Linked DNA regions of Gossypium hirsutum: region 1 is linked to region 2. Evidence: chromatin contacts called from public Hi-C data. All regions are on one chromosome and are shown on one strand. Each heading gives the region's core, a stretch centred on a gene start, on an enhancer-like site or on the middle of the called end of the contact. The rest is flanking DNA. Distances are from core to core; before and after follow the strand shown. Region 1 holds the start of LOC107936783. Region 2 holds the start of LOC107935731.

Evidence for each region. A called contact is a pair of places that touch in the nucleus more often than the background predicts.
Region 1: a Hi-C map of leaf shows a contact between it and region 2, with 1.8 times the contacts expected there. The contact joins the promoter of LOC107936783 here to the promoter of LOC107935731 in region 2. A contact is called at or near these places in 2 of 34 Hi-C or Micro-C datasets (both in leaf).

Annotation. Positions count from the first base shown.
Region 1 is chrA11:123,275,811-123,279,013 of Gossypium_hirsutum_v2.1, reverse strand. It overlaps LOC107936783, which reads right to left and starts at 1,503. Exons shown (of 4, transcript XM_041080301.1): 1 at 1,298-1,503; 2 at 700-971; 3 at 1-263. LOC121209515 (a long non-coding RNA gene) reads left to right here and starts at 2,782. Exons shown (of 2, transcript XR_005904640.1): 1 at 2,782-3,203.
Region 2 is chrA11:123,035,565-123,038,627 of Gossypium_hirsutum_v2.1, reverse strand. LOC107935731 reads right to left here and starts at 1,572. Exons shown (of 2, transcript XM_016868346.2): 1 at 1,358-1,572; 2 at 735-1,074. The coding sequence starts at 1,496. The coding sequence ends at 905.

The DNA of each region.
Region 1 (3,203 bases), core at 254-2,753, 240 kb before region 2:
TGTACCTTTAATCGTCGAGCCCTTAAAGTATCTAACTCCTGAATTACTATACCCAATTCCCCATTCATATCATTTTCTGTTAAAACACGATCCTTGGATTTGGCCTTGATGTCCTGCATCTTTTGGAGAATTATTTGAAGATCAGGACGGATTGGCCACTCATTTCTGATTTGATTGAAGGAGGCAGGAATTTGTAACGAGACAGGAAAGGCTTTCAGTTTCAGTTTCACCCATTACAGTAATTCCAAATCTGTCCTTTTGTCCTTCATTACACCAAATATATACACACAAAAAAGTGTTAAAGAAACAACAAGTATTAAAGAAACTAGTGTCAGATTTTCAAACTGTACAGTTATCACACCTTGTCCTTCATTTTACCAAATATACACAAAACAAGTATTAAGAAACAAAATATTCTGTGTTACATTGGAGACATAGGTTCTCACGGTTTTTTCATTTTTCTGTCATTTGTAGGCTTTTTATTTTCATTTTTTTCTCTTTTGTAGGTGAAGACTGTCCTCAGTATTGTCCATAGAGAAAAGGTATCTTATAGAGTAAGGATAAACCGTGCTTTATAAAGCAAGATCCAATCATAGCAAGTCAGTTGATGAGGGATCTTTTTACTTTAAACATATATGTATAATAAATAGCAATAATGCAAATTGAATATGAATTACTAAATTCAATTAAGAGACTTACGGCCATTTTCTGTCTGTGAATTCTGTCCATGAGAATTTTCATCCGTTTCCTCACAGATCTGGAATCACTACACACTTCCGGAAACTGATGCTCTACTTTCATTTCTGATTCTGGTTGTTGCTGGGAAGTTGATGATTCACTAATATAAAAGTTTTCCTGGTACCAGTTCTTTTCAACGTTGTCTCTCTCTAATGACGTATCACTTTGTAGCTGTTGAAGGTCCATGTCAGTAACATCCGTACTGTTGCCTCTGCCAAACATCTTGCACAGATCTGAGAATTTTAAATAAAATCAGATAAAATAATTGAACAAAATACATCATATTTTTCCCAATTCCGAACAAGGCACCCAAATGTTCATAGATTGGGGGATCTCTCTTTCACGTATGCTCATAGATTCCTCGGCCAAATCTGGAGCCACTTAATTTTGAGATTTTGGTGTTTATTTTCTAAGGTTTTACTGTTTGAAGTTTTATAGACAGGAAAGTAAATTTAGCAAATCAAAGCAAAATCAAAGCAAGACATGGTAATGAATTGATAAATTCAGTCGTGAACCCAGAGTCCAAATAACAGTTGAAAAAAAATTCAGCGGTGCTTACCGGTTTGATGTGTGTACAGCGGGGAAGAGAGGAGAAGGGGCAACTACCAAAGAGTAAAGCAGATGAAACCAAGAAAGTCGCCAGTAAGAACTTAATTAAAAAGGGGAATGGACAAGTGCCATTAAAGAAAGCTCACGATTCCAAGTTATTCTACGTAATTTGGAGCGACAGAGAAGATCGAGATTGCAAAGTCGTAATATAAAAATAAAAAATAGGAGTTGCCACCAATCTTTTTATTTTTATTTTAGTGTGATCAGATTACTTCGTAATTTAATCATTTTAAATAAAAAATTAAGTTTATTAAAACGATAATTTTTGATCTACAAAGTCCAGAAAACGGATTCGAGGGTCGGTTACGCACGAGAAGAGATTAGCACCCTCGATACGCCCAAAATTAATAACTAGTTGATTAATTAATGCCTTAGTATCGAGAATTGAGAATTTAAAAAGATTTTTTTAAAAAAATACAATCCTTTGTTAAAATATAATTTAATTGAAATTTTTTTAATAAAATGACATATTTCACATTAATCGAGAAAACAAATTACGTCTCGTAAATCACAATGTCTTAAATCCTCAAAATGAGAATAAACCCCGAAAATTTTATTTATTTTGAAAGAAATTTGACTATCTCAGTTTTAGAAAGAAATCATATTTCGTAAGTTAGAACACGATCTTTTCCTAATTCCCGAGAATATTAAAAAATTTTAAAACCTTCATTTGGTTCGAATTTATCTAGAAAATCAAAACCCCATAAATTAGGGAACGACTTTTCGAATCTCGAAATACGAAAAATTACTTATTTAAAAAAAAGTCAAAGTATCGAGTAAAATGTACTACGATTTTGTCAGTAAAATATGAAGATAAATTGCGGTGCAATAAGCGTAATAAAATAATAATAACGAAAATGATAATATAAATACAATAATAATAACGAATAACATAAACTTGCAGGTGTATAAAGACATAAATGAATAAATAAATATATAATAAGATAATAATAATGAGAACAAAAAAAATGAAATAAATAAATAAAATAATAAAGAAAATTCTAAAAATTTAATTTAAATTGAGAATAAGCAAATAAACATATGAATAAACAAACATTGAATGAAATGATTTTAAAAATAATAATGATAATAAAATAATAGTAATAAAAATAATAATAATACTATAATGATAATAATAACAATAATAATAATAGAAATAGTAATAATAATGGTAATAGTAATAAAAATAATAATAATAGTAATAATAATAATGAATATAGTAAAATAATAATAATAATAATAATGGTAGTAATAATAATGATAATAAATAATAATAATGATAATAAATAATAATAGTAAAAATAATAATAATAAAATTAATTAATTTAATAAAAAAGCCGAAATAACAAAAAAAACTTAATTGAACTTAAAACAAAAGTTTGGGACAAATCTGGAAATAAATAAAAAAGAAAAGGATCTAATCGAGTGCGCGAATAACAAGGAGGGACTAAAGGAGAAAATATTCCCACCCTCCAAAATGCAGCACTTTACACGAAGCTAAAATAAAATCAAAGCAAAATTCCAGGAAAAAATTAGAAATAAAAGAAACTTAATTGCAAAACCATAAAAAATCACAATGGCTAAAAGTGCAATTAGCCCTTCTACTTAAAAACACGAGGATCCTGAGGCGGGTCGGGTCGGACAAGGGCAAAACGACGTCACTTTAAGGCTTATGAGCTTAGGTCAAAACGACGTCGTTTTAATTTACTATTTAAGTCACATTTTTTTTAAAAAAAAAATCATTCTATCTTTGTTTTTTTTTTTTAAACTTAAAAAAAAAATCTCTGAACTCTCTCCTCCCCTCTCCAAGTCCGGCCTAACTCCAGCCGAGCACCGCCGCGAGCTCTGCCACCGTT
Region 2 (3,063 bases), core at 323-2,822:
TGGAAAATGTTTTACTTTTCTGTAAAATGATTTACTGGAAAATATTTTCTGGTGTTTGATTGAATCTGTGTAAAATATTTTCTGCTGCTTGGCAGATTTTTTGAAAATATTTTTCGGAAAAGTTGTTTTTACATATATTAATATATATTAATAAATTTTAATATTTTAAATTATTTTACTTATATTGCAATGATTTATTTATAATAATACTCAATTATTAAGCTACAATATTAATCGTTATAAATTGAAAAAAACTAATATCAAATAAATTATTTGTAATTGTGTTAAAAAAACAAGTATTGAATAATTAAAAAAAACAAATTACTGAAAAATCGATAAACAGAAGCAGTTTTCTACCGGAAATGAAGGAAGGAATGAAAGAGGCGATAGAGAGGAGAGTACGGAAAATGTCTTACGGAAATTAAAAGGAAAATGTCTTACGGAAATTGAAAGAGTAAAACATTTTTCCTAAAATGTAACCCATTTTCCCTTGTTTTGGAGTTCATTTTCCAAATGGAAAATGTTTTCCGCCAATCAAACACTGAAAAAGTTGGAAATGATTTTCCGGAAAATCAATTCCGTCAATCAAACATACCCATAATTTAACATCCTTAATAATAATATTTTAAGGTGAAAAAACCTATGTAGCCCCTTTCAATTTTAATATTGAACAAATAGGTCCTTCTCAAAAATTTAGAGCAATTTAATTCTTGTCAATTTCAAAAATGAGCAACTAAGGATAATTAATCACATCATTAATATTTTTGTCATTTGTACACATTTTTATTCGTATTGTAGTAGGCCAAATTTACCCGGCCCATTACAACACAAAAACAACAAAAATAACAAAAAATCAAAGCCCAATAAATATTATTAGCAGTCCAAAATTACTACGATAGCCCAACTACAAGAACAGGCCCAATAAGCCCATCTCCTTAACAGGTTTCAGAAACCCTAAGTCATCCCCATTCCTTGCGCCGCAGCAACCCCTGGCCTCCGTACCCCAGCGCATCGCTCCGTACACTCCTCCTGGCGCCACGCCCGCACCCCGTACGCCAGCACACACTCCCGTACCTGCACACCGAACACAAAGAGACAACAGACGCAAGAAAATAGAAAAAATAATTTGTATATTTTTATTTCTCCTCTCGGCTATAAAGTCGGATATTATTTTCAATTGTAACTCTCTTCGGATACAGATACGCAAAAAAAAGGCAATATATGCAGATATACAATACAAAATTTAGCAAAAAAAGGTGATTTTGGGCGCTCATACATTCTTTCTCTCAATTTTATTTCATCTTTCTTGGCTTTGCATGTGTTTTCTGAGTAGAACGAAGTCAAAACGAAAACTTACCTTCGTGTAAAAGCCACCGAAATCCCTCGTCTTCGCCGGCATCGAAGTTTGAGGAGGTTTCGAGGCTGAAATTAACAGACCATGGTGCTAGGATTGAAATGAGAAGGCAAAGGGACACCCTCGGATCGCCATTCATCATTTGTGAGAAGGAAATGGTGGCTGAGAGGCGCAAGAACCTTAGGGTTCTTTTCTTTATTTGCTTTGGCCGAATGTTTGGCTTTAAGGCCCCTTTTAAACAACCCAAAACGGCACCGTCTGGAACATTGGGGGTCCGCGCGTCAACCCAATTGGCAACCCGGATCCGCGCCTTCTCATTCGAAATGGGAAATTTTCGCTCTGGGTCCTCCGCGTTCGCGCGAGCCTTCAATCGCGCCTTATGCGCCTTGTTTTTTTTATTTGGACTTGCGATTTATGTCTTGTTGCAATTTGATCCACGCTTAAGCACTGCGTTTCGGGGGATGGATTATTTCCATCTTGGGTCCCTACGCATTTGCGCTTATAACATATCCGTCCTGTTATAGTTACTGCTTTATTTTCAAATTACATCTCTCGTTTTAAAATTTTTTTAAATTAAGTCTATTCTCTTTGTTATTTCACTTCATGGCTTATTATCATTTCTTAGACGCATCCAATATTTTTTATTATAAGTTTTAATGGTTCGATTTCATTTTTCTAAATCATCTTTGTAATGTTTTTTATACACTATTTATATATATATTTTACATCAAAATTATTTTTTTTCTTTCATATATATATATATATATTGTTAACCTATATTATTTTATACATATGAATTTATTCTTATATTTTGTTATGCAATCCTATGTAAATTATTATCGTACATATATACATGTCTATATATATATATTACCAAATCCATGTATTATATACATCTAGCCCTCCTTATATAAGTATGTTTAAGTCTATTATGTATATAATCTATAATAGAATTAATATAGTCCTATACAAGTCATTATTTCCATTTCATTTTACGTGTATTTGCTTTAAATATATATATACATATGCTATTTACTTTAATAGATTTTATTCAAAACACTTCTTGCTTTATGATTTATCAAGTATTTTCTTTATGTGTGTATGAAATAATTTTAGTAACCTCATTCTTGTGATTTTAAAATTATTATTTTTGAATATTTCCTCACATTATATTACTTTGTGTTTATATAGTCTCTTATTTAAATGTTTGATATAGAGGTACGTATATGCTTTTTAGACTAACTTAAAGTTTTTTATATATTGTTATTAATCTAATGATTATTTTCAAAGCTATCTATATGTACATATGTTTTATGAATATATTTTGTGTATCATGTTTTGCCATATATCTTCGTTATCCTCTTGTATTATATACTATTTAAATTTTCATGTACTTTATCAACTCCTAAATGTATTTGTGTTTAAAATATTTTACGTACAATTTAATTCAAACTTTCATTTTCTAATATCTATTTCAAAGTTATATATGTATATTCCTAGTTTTTATTCAAAATTTGTCAACTTACATAGCATGAGTTTATTAATCTTATACCATTTTGACTTTTAATTTCTATTTTGTTTTGCATATGTTTCGTTGTTTGTTCTATATCGTAGCATATACGTTATCATTGCATGGTATTCATCTTGGTGATATGTCGATTATTACTCATACGTGTTTGAAACTAGGTTGTAATTTAGATTAATTATAT